Regions from separate parts of the Nomascus leucogenys genome. Here region 1 is linked to region 2. The links are chromatin contacts, called in public Hi-C maps. All regions are on one chromosome and are shown on one strand. Each heading gives the region's core, a stretch centred on a gene start, on an enhancer-like site or on the middle of the called end of the contact. The rest is flanking DNA. Distances are from core to core; before and after follow the strand shown.

What was found. Hi-C and Micro-C count contacts between places; a contact is called where the count stands out from the background.
Region 1: a Hi-C map of a lymphoblastoid cell line shows a contact between it and region 2, with 7 times the contacts expected there. The contact joins the promoter of ABTB2 here to the enhancer-like site in region 2. A contact is called at or near these places in 3 of 4 Hi-C or Micro-C datasets (a lymphoblastoid cell line and an unstated tissue).

The regions. Positions count from the first base shown.
Region 1 is chr15:94,654,130-94,661,598 of Asia_NLE_v1, forward strand. It overlaps ABTB2 (ankyrin repeat and BTB/POZ domain-containing protein 2), which reads right to left and starts at 4,376. Exons shown (of 17, transcript XM_030829303.1): 1 at 3,049-4,376. The coding sequence starts at 3,931.
Region 2 is chr15:94,478,781-94,485,828 of Asia_NLE_v1, forward strand. All of the region lies in intron 3 of ABTB2 (ankyrin repeat and BTB/POZ domain-containing protein 2), which reads right to left. Among named protein-coding and RNA genes, the nearest start is that of NAT10, 77 kb to the left of the region's middle. Within about 2 kb of position 3,916, the one cell type or tissue checked has an H3K27ac peak away from gene starts, as active enhancers do. A contact at or near this core is called in a lymphoblastoid cell line, where this site is marked.

The DNA of each region.
Region 1 (7,469 bases), core at 3,126-5,625, 180 kb after region 2:
AAAACCATATTTGTCCTGCATTCTGAGTAATGGACAGGAATAGATGGATTAGGGCCCTTAAATTCTTAGTTGGAAGACATTAAGTTTAAATGCCCTATATAGCTGACTCAAATGCATGTGCCCATGCTGTATAATTAGCAGGCATAACAACAACAAATATATAATTTAAAGGGAAGACCAGCAGGACAAGAATTCTAACCAGCACTCTCCTTCCCATACGCAGTCATTCCCCAGTTGGTCTTCAGCTGTGTAAACTGTAACCTTGCTGGCCTTCGGGTAATTTTAATATAACAAAGGTTTGGACCACTCCATTTTGTTCCTAAGCAGTTTATGCTTCCCTCTGAAGCCAGCTTTCAGGCATAAGTAATTCATTGCCCCTCTACTAAACATTCATTTCACTTTGTCTAAAGGGACTTAATAAATCAGGCTGCTTATTGTTTAATGTGGCCATCCCCTGGTTTTCATTTATAAAAAATGAGCATCCAGTTGCTAAGTGGAAGTGAATGGTCACCTCGCCTGCAAGAGAGTTCCCTGGAGACCCGAGAATGTACAGAGGGAGACACTTTGGCTCTGAGCATCCAGGGAGCTTTGTTGTCTGCCACAGAGAATCCTGCTCTCTTGACTACCAAGAATTAAGGAGGATTGTTTGGAAAGGGGAGGGGGCAAGGAGGAGGCTAAAACATGGGGTTGTGGCTGGGTGTGGTGGCTCATGCCTATTGCCTGTAATCCCAACATTTTGAGAGGCTGAGGCAGGAGGACTGCTTGAGCCCAGGAGTTTGAAACCAGCCTGGGCAACATAGCAAAACCCTGTCTCTATTTAAAAAAACAAAAGATGGTGGTGGGGCTGGGGGCGGGGGTTGGTGGTGCCAAAAGACCAACTTATAAAGGAAATCCCAAGGAATGCTGACCCTAGATAAGAAATAGTTCTTTGGTTGGAAGCCCTTTAGCAGAAGATATCTGTTTTCTAGCAGCTTCTGGCCACTTCGCATCTTCAGGGTGTCCTGGGTAGGGAGTTGGTCTTCCTTACTTCAATTTGCAGTTAGAAAAGCTGGGAGAAGCTTCTCAATGTGCTGGGCACCTGTTCTGCATGAAAAATTTGTTTTTGTTTTGTTTTATATCTACGGTTCCACCCTTATTCTTGTTTGGCTTATAGGGTTAGATCTTCAGTCTTTTCTCCTAGGAGCCTGCCTTTCCTTCTTTGAGTTCAGTTTGGGCCTCCCCTCAGCCAAAAGTACAGAACTCTTTCCCTCAATTATGACCACTGGATGGAAAGCCCCTGGCCCTCCACTTTCTGCCCTGGAGCTGCTGTCCCCAGTTTTGACGCCACAAACCTGGAGGGTGAGGCACAACAAGCAGCTGTGACATCATCAACTGAGATTCAGGACTGACCTTGGCTCTGACCTAAGAGGAAGAAAATTAAGCAGCAGATGCTCTTCAATTCCCAGCATCTCCTTTGGCAGTGCCAGAATTTAAAAACAAAACCAATAATGTCAAAGTAAGCCACGTTTGGTACAGAGTGTCTTCAAAATGGGCCTAACATGTCAACTGTTCTCCTCGAAAACTGGACTAATCAAAAACAAAGCATAAGATCTGAGAGCTATAGTCCAGTAAGAAAAACAAACAACAACAACAACAAACCAGAAAAACAAAGCTGTTTCTTCTCCACCAGCGTCCAAAACCTTAAAGGGGCCTACCTGGATTCAAACTGGATTCAAATTCCAGTTTTGCCCTTTAACATCTATGTAATGTTGGGCAGATTATTTAACTGCTGGGTACCTTGGTTTCGTTATCCGTAAAATGGGCATAATGCTATACAGTAAGTACCTACCTAATAGGCTTAAGTACTTGAGTTAAATATAAAGTGCTGAGAATAATGATGACACATTAAGTGTTATTTTACATTTCAGCTATTATGATTATGTTAAACCATGTTTTGACTTCTTTTATCCCTTTCCAGTCTCCATCTGACCTCTTCCGCTGCCTGCTTATTTGCCACTGAAAGCTGCCCCCACAAATGGCCTTCCAATCAGATTGTAAGGCTGTTTAACCATAATACCATTCTGAACAGTTCATGGTGCTGACTCCTCAAACTGAAGTCTTGTAGGTAGTTTGCAGTTGAATGCAATGTCACACCCCCTAACATTGTCAGGGAAAAGGTCATGTGCTTTGCTTCCATCCTTTGCACCAAATCCATGCTATCTTCAGAGAAGTGCAACCACCCAATGGTTCCTTTCCCAGACTTGACCCCATGCGGTTACCTATCCCTCCATCTCTTCCCCTTGATGGGCCACCACTCTTTTCAGGAAAGAACATTTGATACAATGCAAGGTTTTAACCAATGGCTCACTTGGTTGGTGACAGCTTGGAAAAATCAGGTCTCAGGAGACAATCTGTAGTTACTTTTCTGGGAAGGGGAGTCGGGGTCCCCAGGTTTCATCATTCCTGGGCACATATGGTTAAGAGCGAACCACTACCCCTCCATCCCCCAAGAGAGCGCCTGACAGCATCCTTCAGCCCAGCAAAGCACAAGGCGCAGCACCAGATCTTGGGCTTCCCACTCCCCTCCGCCCATCTCACTTATCCAAGGTTCAGGTCTTTAAGTTGGGATCCTTTGGTTGCTGCTATTGAGCTGGGGAAAACTAGGGGGCAGAATCAGTCAATCTGCCCAGCTGTTGGGGAAAGACAGCAACTAGAGACCTAGTCAAGCACGGCAAAGAGCCACGGGGCAGTAAGTTTCACTTCAATAGAGGTTCAGGAATGGCTTGGTCAAGAGATTCAATCTCACCCAATCAATGAACAGCCCGCAGATAGTAACAATGCCACGCAGAACAGGATGGAGATCATTCACGAGTTTACCCTCCAAAAGTCAGTTACCCTTAGAACAATCTCTGGCAAGTGCCAGGTAATGAACCCTATCCTCAGACCAAACGTTTTCTCCCAAAGAACTGGCACAGCCACCAGCTTTGTCTCAGGAAATTCACTCCCCCAGTAGCCCAGGGCGGGATTTCTTGCCTACCCAGTCTGCCAGTCCGAGGCCCGCGCGCTTACCATTGGCGTTCTTGCCGCAGATGAGATGCTCATAGGGCTGCAAGACGCCCCAGAGCTCGGCGTCGTTGTTGATGACCATCTCCAGGGCCTCAGCAGACACCTCCCCGCCTCCGGCCCCTCCGCCATCAGGGCTCTGGCTGGCCATCACCCTGGCCCGAATCTCCTCCACCAGGTTCTCCATGCAGGCGGTGAGCGAGATGGCTGCGTACTCGTGGATGCGCACGGAGATTCGGGTGTCCACCATCCAGCGGAAAAAGCGGCCCACTGAGAAGGTGAGGCCGCAGCGCGCGGACTTGCCCCGGCGCAGCCCGTCACCAGCGCTCATGCTGTACAGGGACAGCGCCTTGACGGCTGCCAGCGCGCAGCTCTCGGCCAGCGCCCAGCTGTGCACCAGGCGCACGGCGCTCTGCACCTCAAAGCGGGTGCACTTGGCGTGCAGCACGCTCAGGCGCTGCGCCTCGCGGGCCACGCGGATCAGTGCCCTGCGGAGCAGCCCGGCCAGGCGCCTCACCGCCTCGGCGGAGAACTGGGGCAGCCGCCGGCCGCCAGCGCCTTTGCGGAGCACCCGGGCCACGTCTCCCTCGGTCCAGGGGAACTCCTCCAGCTCGGGGAGCCGCGGACAGCGCGAGAAGAGGTCGGCCACTTCGGGGTCCTCGGGCAGCACCGTGTTCACTGTGTCCCAGCTGTTGTGGCGGCTGTTCATGGAGCCGGAGTAGCACCACCAGGCCGCCCCGCGGTGCTGCTGCGCCGAAGAGTTGAGCGCCTGCGAGTTGGACTTGGAGGACGAGAGGCTGAGCGAGCGGCACGAGTCTCCGGCCCCATACCCGGAGTCCAAGGTCAAGTCCTCCAGCGTCTTCAGAGTCGAGCTGTACGTCCCGGCCATGGGGAGCCTGCCGAGGGCGGCGTAGCCGAGAGAGGGGCGCTCACAACTCCATGCCCTCTTCCCCAAGTGGGCAGAAACAAGCTCTAGGCTCTCCGGGCCACCCTCCTTCCTCTCTGCGTCGCGGGGCTCGGCGGCCGCATTGCCCGCCCGGAGGCCGCGGGAAGGTGGGCGAGATCCGTGGCCAGCAGGAGCCCCACGCTCCCGGCGTCCCGACTCGAAGCTGTCACTGGAAAGACCCCCGTCGCTCCCCCTTGGCACTCCCCCTTGTCCACCTCTAATTCCCACAAGCTGAGCGTCAGTCCTCCACAGAGAAGGAATCCCGGGAGAACAGGGCGGCGGCGGCAGAAGAAGGAGGCGGCGGCGCAGGGCGCAAGGCGCAGCGCGAGTCCGGGACCAGCCGGCGAGAAAACGCTCTGCAAACTTCTGCGCTGCGCCGGCCGGCGGCACAGCTGGGTACCCGGCTGCGTCCGACATGCAAATAACCCCGGGCGGCTCACCAATCACCGGCCGCGATGGGCGGGGCTGCACCAATGATCTCCGAGGGGGCGGTCACTATGCAGATTTCACTCTGCCGCGGGTGAAACCCCGCGGCGGAGGAGGCGGGGCTGGGGGCCGAGGGTCGGGCACGCGGCTGGGATGGGGGTGGGGATGGGGAGTGGGGGAAGGGCGAGCCAGCCAACCGGGAGGTGGAGGTGGAGACCGGAAAGCAGCGGTCGAAACGATAGCTCTGGAGCTCAAGATTTAAAGAAAAATGCAAAGGAAAAGCTACAGGGCGCTGCCCCCTTCCCGCCACCCAGGCTTTGGGCTTTCGCTGCTCGCTTTCGAGCCCTCCGCAGCCAGGCGTCCCGGGGTGGGGGCCAGGAGAATGGGGAGGGCCCCATCCAGGCGCTCCACCTCTCCTCCACCTTCCGCCAGGCCCCTCCCGCAATCCGAGATGAAACGCTGGCTGTGTTTGGAGGGAGGAGGGACGTCCCTGCCTCTCTTTCTAAGTCCGTCTGGTTTCTTTGCGCTGCCGTCTAGGCTCCAATCAGGACAGAATTTTTTAACCTGGTATCTGATCAATGGACGGGCCCCAGGAAGCCTGTGAGTGCCTCCGCCCATTTGTAGTTTCACCTGCAGTTTTCTCAGTACCACTATGGGGAGAGGGCACCAACTTTTGTCAGATTCTCAAGAGGATCCGTGACTTCCCTGTTACCGCTGTGTGACGATACCACTTGCTGTCAGGTGGATCCTTTTTGTCCGAGGTAGACAGTATTCTTACAGGAAGAATGAGAAGAAGGTGGCAGAGCAGTCCCTAGCCCTGGCCTGCGCTCGGAACACCTAGCTGGATGCAGGTGTTCGCCTCCTAAGGTGTGCGGGTGGGCGAGCCGTATGCCCCCGCGGGACCCAGTTCCTCTGGGGTACAACGAGTGGCTGACCTCCAGGCAGCGCCAGTCCCAACCTGCCTCGGGGCGGGTGTCCCAAGCCGTCCGCCAGAGCGCTGTTGGTTCAGCAGTCCCATGCCCGGTCCAGGCACGTCCCGCCGCTGCCCTGTGGCTACTCACACGCACGTGCGCGAACGGACCTGTGCCCCCTCCAGTGGAACCGCAGACTCAAGGCGGAGATTGTGCATTCGCTCTCCCCAAGTCAGCCTCCCCCACTCCTGAATGGCTCCTTTGTGTTGCATTTTACACAGTTCTGACCTTGGGCCGTGAGTTGGACATGAACTAGAAATGTCTGGTTTGTCTCTTTCCTTCTTAAATTAATGGCCTTTACCCCCGGTGAAACTGCTTTTTATTTGGCAGTTTTGCTTAATTTCGCCTTTCCGCGGGTCTTTATTTATGCAACATCGCCGCCCGATGGTTAGAATAGGGAACAGAGTCAAAGATGGAAGTACTGTAATATCAAAGACGCAAGTCAGCAGAGATCAAATTAACAAAGGACAACGCAGTCACACTTTACAGACGTGAGATTAGAAGTTAAAATAGGCAATGAGGTCCAACTCATTTGTCAAATTGTCCAACTGTATTTGTCAAAAATACAAAAGTAAATTTTATGCAATCTAAAACTTTATTGGGGAAATACAATATTAAAGGCAATGTCGCCCTCTAATGGATATATTTAAAGGAAATGAATTTCAGAAAGGTTTCCCCGCCCCCCTTCTTCTTCGTTGTGCGCAGCCATCAAACCTAAAGAAAAGTACTCAACTGGAAATGTACAACGGGGAACTTACTGAATGAAAGGTTATTTGAGGAATCATCTGGAGTGGGAAAAAGAGCCTATGGGATTTATATTAATATATTCAAATTACTTGATGACTTAAAGTGTAGATAATCAAACATGCCTCCAACTGAATCTTAGAATCCTGTGAATGTTGACCTGCACCATGAAGATATATTCTGCAAAATTCAGCCATGGGAAATGCTTCTGAACAAACAACTGAGTTTCAAGGAAAGAAAGAGATGAAGGAAAGAAAGTTTCAAGGAAACTTGAAGGAAACTTTCAAGGAAAGAAAGAGATGAAAGGAAAGATGAAGGAAAGAAAGTTTCAAGGAAAGAAAGAGATGAAGAGAAGACCTACACATTTAAAGAGACTTGAAAGAATAACCAATTATAAGGTGTGGAACTTATGTGTATTTTGAATTTGTTTTAAAAAGTCAATAAACATTTGACATTATGAAACCATTAGGAACACTGCCTCGATGTTTGCTCTTGAAAAATAACTGTTTTTTTTTTTTGATGTGGTAATGGTAGTGTGATTATGTTTATCAAATGTTCTTATTTTTTAGAGACACATGCCGAAATAAGTGTTTTGTAGCCCTCAAGAATTGGCTTCCTCAAGGGAAAAAGGAAGAAAAATCCTCATGGAAAAATCTGGTAAAGGGACTAGGAAGTTAGGAAAGACTGTAGATAGATCTCTTATCTTTCAAATTTTCCTCAGTCTTCTAGTCAACCTGAGGACTGGCAGTACCAAGTAAACCCAGAATGTGTCTGTGTTTGTGTTTTGTGTGGTATGGGAAAAAGAATAGGAGGAAGATAGATAGCGATGAATATATATATATATATATCCAGCCATCTTAGAATGAACCAATTCTTTGATTTCAGTTAAACTTTTGGGAGTTGGCCAGTGTGGTGAAATACAAAACTTTGGGTCAAGGAAAGAAAGGACATGGTTTCTTATATATAAGTGCATGTGTTCAATTAAGCCAATCTGCTGGTAATGTGTTTGATTTTAAGAATGCAAATTATATTAACAGAAAATGTCATCCCAACTCGGGCCTTACCCAAACATTATTTTTTGAAGAAACATTGTTTTTGAAGAAAAACAGCTGTCATTAAGCTGGACAAGTGGAAAAGAACATAATAGAACACTGGCAAACATTGGAACAATTCCAAGTGGAGTTGACAATTAAGAAGCAGATCTGGGATTACCCATGCAAAAATCATATAAGAGTGGTAGCTTGAAGTAAACTTTAGAAACTTTACCTGGTGTGAGGTCTTCTATGTGCTTACACAATCAAAAACAATCTGGAAATTAGGAGATAAAATACCTTGGAATT
Region 2 (7,048 bases), core at 2,666-5,165:
GTTTTGGCCCTGTGGACTCCTGGTAAGAGTCCCTGGGACCTCAGGGGTCCGTGGACCACACTTTGAGGACTGTTGCTGTGGAAGACCACAGCTGATGGCTAGGACAAAGCTGGCAGGCGGCACTGGCACGGAGCTGGCATTTTGCCCCTGGTGGCACACGGTCTGGTGAATCCTAGAGTGGTGTATGGCTTGCATGCATGCTCCTGGCAAAGGGATCCGAAGGTCCTAGACCCCTTCCCTGTGGCATCCTCACTGGGAGAAAGTTCTAGTTTCTTTTATACAACTGGACTTGCTCTATAACCTTGGGCAGATCATCATCCTCTGTGGGCCATATTTTATATTAAAGAAGAAATTGCCAAAGTTCGTGGTTTTTAACTCCTTTCATTGTGAGGGCCCTTTTGCTTTTATTTCACAAACTCCATATGATAGTAGCTGTACCTACTGCATGGTGACCAAGGGCATGGACTCCCGAGGGAGATGGCCTGGGTTGGAATCCAGTGTATTCCCAATGAGTTCAGCTATGTGGGTCTATGCAAGTTACTTCACCTCTCCCGGTCTCAGTTGTTCCATCAGCAAAATGGGTATAAATAATAGGACCACCTCACAAAACAGCTAGGAGCATGCATGTAAAATACTTAGCATCATATTTGGACCATGGTAACTTCTCCATAAATGTTAACTGTTATTACTAGTTTAGTGTCTGTTGACAGAGAAAATATATAATAGCAAAAAGGGCTATAGGAATCTGGTTCTATTAAATGCCTCAGCTCCAGCTTTCTGAAAGTCCAGCCAACTTTTTGCCCTCCCCCCACAGCAAGTATAAACATGTAAAGCCTGCAAAAGTCTGCCAGCAGGCTGCCCACCACCCACTCCATCCCAGCTCATAAAACAGAGAAAACAAATGCAACCACTATGTCGAGTGTGAGCTGGAAGCTGTTTCTGGCAGTGCAGCCTCTTGGCCTTGGCAGTGAAAAAACTCACACAACGGAAGGGGCAACAGCAAGGAACACAGACCCAGAGGCCTTGGGTCATGAACGTGTGTGGTGGCGAGGGTGGGTGAGCAGAGAATTACTTCAAGGGATCAGCAACCCCTGATCTGTCCTCAAATGCTGCAAACAGCCCAAAGGCCTAACCTAAATACCGTCACATACATACATGCAGACAAATCCCAGAGATGGACAAAGCCACTTAAAAAGGTCAGTGGCTTTCTGGTAGCATTTGTCTTTGTATACATAAAGGGGAGCACACGAAGTAGGCCAGTGGAAATGGGTCTTTTTATACGAGAAGCATGGGAATTCCCTGACCACCTCCTCTCATTGCTAGAGGAGGAAAAGGAAACCCAGAGAGGCTAAGCGCCTTGCTCAAGGTTACACGGCCAATTCAGCTGCAATAGAGATGCTAGACCCAGGTGCCATAAGAGTCTCTCTCATCTACCATTAAGTTAATCATACAGGTGAGCCTGATTGTTCAATCCAAGGGTCTCCTAAGGCTCCTCAATGGAACCAGGACTGAGAAAGCTATTTTTCCCCCTTTAAAAAATGAAAGAGAATAAGCTTCTTAAGGCCTTGGTTTGTTTTGTTTTATTTTGTTTTGTTTTAAGACGGAGTCTTGCTCTGTCACCCAGGCCGGAGTGAGGTGGCACGATCTCGGCCCACTGCAACCTCCGCCTCCAGGATGCAAGTGATCCTCCTGCCTCAGCCTCCTGAGTAGCTGGGACTATAGGCACACACCACCATGCCCAGCAAATTTTTGTGTTTTTAGTAGAGACAGGGTTTCACCATGTTGGCCAAGATTGTCTCAATCTCTTGACCTCCTGATTCGCCCGCCTCGGCCTCCCAAAGTGCTGGGATTATGGGCGTGAGCCACCGCGCCCAGCCAAGGCCTTGGTTTTAAGAGATCCCTGTAGCCTGGAAAAACAACAACAGGCCGGGCGCGGTGGCTCAAGCCTGTAATCCCAGCACTTTGGGAGGCCGAGGCGGGCGGATCACGAGGTCAGGAGATCGAGACCATCCTGGCTAACACAGTGAAACCCTGTCTCTACTAAAAATACAAAAAATTAGCCGGGTGTGTTGGCGGGCGCCTGTAGTCCCAGCTACTGGGGAGGCTGAGGCAGGAGAATGGCGTGAACCCGGGAGGTGGAGCTTGCAGTGAGCCGAGATCGCGCCACTGCACTCCAGCCTGGGGCACAGAGCAAGACTCCGTCTCAAAAAAAAAAAAAAAAAAAAAAAAAAAAGAAAAACAACAACAACAACAACAACAATCTTGTTGCATTCAGCAAGCATGTGATTTATTGGGATTACAGTCCTATACGCGGTATCTTAACAACATGGAACAGGAAACCCCTCCAGTTTCCAGCTCAAAGCACGCTCTGTTCTTCCCTGGGGTAGGCAGGGGCCTCAGAGTAAGTCAGGTTGGCAGATGGGGCACAGGCCTGTAACTAGAGGCCACATGACCCGGGGCCCAAGCACAGGCCCCAGGTCTCTGTTCCCATCCTGGCAGGCTGAGCATATGAGGCCAGCAGGTTTGTGCCCTTCTCCATCCACCCAGGAGGAGCTGGATACAAAGACTCAGGCAGACCCTGCACACACCCACAAGCTAAGAAGGGCCTCGAGACCAGGCCCAAGCTTAGCTCTGGGAAGACAGGGTGGGTATGAGCACACAACGTTCTGGGGTGCAGGCCCGGCTCCCAGGGCTGGGAGGTACACTGTGCCACAGGCTTGCTTCCAAGAGAGCTCTCCATCACCCGTGGCCTGCCCCACCTGCAAGCACCCTGGGAGTCCAGGAAAGGACAGGCAAGAGATGACGATCAAGGGAGAGGGTGGCCCCCGTGGTTCCCACCTGCAGCCCTAAATTCTTCCACTAACTTTGCCCCACCTTCAGTGGGAGTCAGAGCCAAGCACTGGGGTTGAATGGGGTCACATTCCCCTAGACTCACCCTTTCTCGTGGATCGTGCCGTGAAACACACTGCTCCCACGCCCCTCCCTGTCTTGTCTGGGCTGGGGCTGGGGGTGCCAAGTGGCACTGTCGGGAACTTGCAAAGATGCCAAGCTTTTCCTAAGCAAGTGACGGCTCCACAAACAGTCTTCTTTGGGAAGGTCAGGGCTGGCTCTGCAGGGCCAGCAATGAGGCCCTCACCATAGCTTCCCTGAGATTTCCACACAGCCACCATGGCCTAATACCAAGCCACAATCTCCATGTAGGATAAAAAACCAACATCGTCCCGCTAAGTCAGATTCACTCTGCACAAAAGAAACAGTTCTAGTCCAGCTCACATCTTGTACTCATTATTTTTCTAGAACTGCTGGGTAAACCAGAATGGTTTGGCGTGGCTTGGAGGCAGAGTGGGCATGGTTCCCTCTTCGGACCCCCAGCCTCATCTCCTCCAGCAGCCAGGCTGCCTCTGAACCACAGCTGAGCCCACAGCAGAATCTCCACTTGTGCCCAGGTGACTTCTGCTTGAGGTGGGGCATTGGGCTCTCTGGGGGGGGAAATACACTTTTCCTATTAAAACTCATCTGGTACAGATTAGAGGCACTAGACGGAGCTTGCCCAGATACACGTAGGGACAGAAATTTAGAGCCAACCAAGTCATGACTAGCTCTGGGTGACTTCCCTTGTCTCTCCCCAGGGGTCGCCCTTCAGGTCTCCACAGGAGCCTGAGAGTTTGTTAGCAGTGAGATGGGAGGCCCACCATGTGACAATCAGGGCCTCCAGGAGTAACAGAAAAATGCAAACAGCTAACATTTCTGGAGCGTTTACTAAGCAGCTGCCACAGTGCCCTGGACATCTAGTGGCTCATCTGCTTCTTAGAGCCGCCTGATGTAGTAGGTACTATTATTATTTCCTTTTTATACATGGGGAAACTGAGGGCCAGAGAGGTGAGGTCACTCGCCCTATGTCATGCACCTGCCAAGGAGCAGAGCTGGGATATGAACCTGGGCAGTGTCCCTGAGTCTAAGCTTCTGAAGACCACATTCCACAGCCACTCAGATTCTTCACCTGGTGTTGGCCCATCTCCTTCATCTTAGGGATGATGTGTATTAGGCACAGTAACCACAATTTGTCATGCAAACTGGATGACTTTTTTCCCTTTGAGTCAGAGTCTTGCTCTGTCGCCCAGGCTGGAGGTGTAGTGGCACAATCACATCTCACTGTAGCCTCAGCCTCTTCTGCTCGTGTGATTCTCCTGTCTCATCCTCCCAAGTAGCTGGGACTACAGGTGTGTGCCACCAGACTCGGCTAATTTTTGTGTTCTTTGTAAGGCGAGGTTTCACCATGTTGCCCAGGCTGGTCTTGAACCCCTGGGCTCAAGCCAACTGCCTACCTTGGCATCCCAAAGTGCTGGGATGGCAGGCGTGAGCCACCGTGCCCAGCTGGATGACTTCTGAGAGGGAAAAAGGGAGCTACCACCAGCACTGGGACTACCGGGTGTAAACCAGAACTGGGCTGGGCACACCAGAACATATGGTCATCGTACTGTCCTCGGCTAGAGAGACTGCCCACGGTGGCCTGCTGCCGGGCTCATGCTGTCTGCAGGCAGGGGGAGGTGCTCCTGGTCACCCCCTCAGAAGCAGGCCTCCCTCTGCCCTCCAGCACTCAGCCCTACCTTAGTGCCTGCACAGCCCTCGTCCAATTTGCAATGACTCGGTTGGTATGGTTTTGTACGGTCTCTCCTCTGGACTGTATCTTCTCTGAAGGCAGAGGCATTTTTGCTCACTGATGTTTCCCCATATCTCCGCACAGAAGCCGGTGTTAGAAACTCCATTTTTGAATTTATAAACACAAGGCACGTTTCTCACTCCTGGAGGCAAAGTCCTCCAACTGCTAACATGGTTTCAGGGGCTGCTCTTACTCCAGGATGTATTTTTTTAAAAAACAAAAACAAAAAAACAAAACAAACAAAAAAAAAACAAAAAAACAGGGGAGTTTCCCTCTGTTGCCCAGGCTGGAGTGCAGTGGTGCGATTAAGGGTCACTGCAGCCTCAACCTGCTTGCTGGGCTTAAGCGATCCTCCCACCTCCGCCACAATGCCTGGCTAATTTTTAAAGTGTTTTTTTTGTAGAGACAGGTCTATGTTGCAGGCGTGAGCTGCCGCGCCCGGCCTCCAGGACTGTTCATGAAGGGCTCCAGAGCACTCTAACGAAAGGGGGAACTGCTTCGTCTTTAATTCCTAGAAGCTTGAGCTGGCTTGGGTATTGGCAAAGAGTTCTTTTCAGAAAAAAAAGGAAATAATTCCCCAGTAAAAAGACAGCTATTTCACAGGAGAGCGTTCCAAATGCAACAACTTCTTAGGGGAAGCACGGCAGCCCGGGGCCAAGGCGGCTTCTGGGAAGGCAGCTAGGATGTAGGGATGGAGCTGTCACCAGGAATAGGAAAAGGTGGCTGTGGTTCTGCAGATGTTACCGTGTCTGAGCCTCAGTGGAGGGTACACAGCCATCTGTCCTTGGGAACCAGGCCTGGTTCCAGGGCAGCATCTCGTGTGGGTGAGATGGTACAGATTCCAGCGGAGACTGCGCGCGGGCCTCCACCCCTCCTCGCTTTCCCACACGGCAGGGAGGGCTCCTAGCCCTGCAAGGCCAGGACATCTGCCTCATTTCTCAGGCCAGAACTCCCCAGCATGGCTGCCCCAGCACAAGGACAGGCAGCTGGTCCAGCAGGCCTGGGTCTCAGTGCTTCCCACACCCTTGGGTGGCAGGTGTGAAAGCCAGCATCTCTCCACCTCACTGGGAAGCAGCTCCCAGGCCTACTGGCTACACCCCACCCGTGGGGCTCACTGCAGCCATGTGCCAGGGACCCACTTTCTTCTCCCATGAGCGGTGTTTGTGGTGGCTCACCAGAGACCACGAGCTCTTTCACCACATGGAAACCAGACGGGCGGGGACCTCCAACCTGCTGCCACATCCCTCCCTCCCGAGGGCACCTGCCACCACCCATCAGCCTCTGCCAAGAAAGCAGACCTGGGAGGACCCCGAGGTTTATCCTATCTGCTGAGCTGCGGGCCAGGGTTGGGGGACTTTTGTTTAGGCTCTTGGGATAGGTAATCCTGTTTGGATTCAGCTAACTGTAATCACACAGCACTCACCTTCCCCAACTCTCACAGTATAAGGCAGAAAGATGACCCATTCAGACTGTCAGCTGAAGAGTTTCTAGAAACTTCTAGGAAGAAGCAGAGGCATGAGGGCTCCTGAAGCCTGATATGAGAGTGAAATTCTTGACTGGCAAGCAGTGTTTTGACCTGAGCTGTTGATGGGATGGGGGTCATGGAGGGGTGGTATACTCCAGCCCAGCCAGAGAGAGAGAGGAAGAGACGGTGCAAGCTCAGAGGACAGGGCCTGACCCTGCTTTGTGCATCCACATCCCAAGGGCAGCTGCAGGGAAGGCTGGCATTGGCTTCTGAGCAGCAAAGCCACCTTCCTGAGATGTGCTGAGGGCCTGCTGAGGGCCTACTCTGTGCCAGGTGGGTGTGAGGTTGCATATGTTACCTCTGAAACAGCCACCCTGCAAGGGAGATATACTTATTAGTCTGCATTTTACAAATGCAGAAACAGCCTTTGAGAGGGTAGGTCACATGTCCAAGGCGACATAGCTAGACAATGGTGATCAGTCTGGCTCTAAAAAACCCCAACCATTCTGAATGGTCACTGGAGGCTGGAGTGGGGTTGGGGGAAAGAGGTGGGTCAACAGGTACAAGTTATAGTTAGACTGGAAAAATAAGTCCTGGTATTCCCTTACACAGTATGATGACTATAGTTAATAATAATGTATTATATGTTTCAAGACAGCTAGAAAAGAAGATCTTGAAAGTTACCACCATAAAGCACTGATGAAGGTTTGAGGCGATGGACATGCTAAGGACCCTGATTTGATCATTATAGGATGTATACATGTATTTCACCATCATATTGTACCCCATAAACATAAACAGTTATTATGTGTCAATTATAAACAACAACAAAAACCCCCAAACCACCCTGGGGGTCTTTCAGGATACCAAACTGCAGGCATGAAATGCTGTGAGCCCTGGTGGGTGGAAAGCTGGGAGGAGGC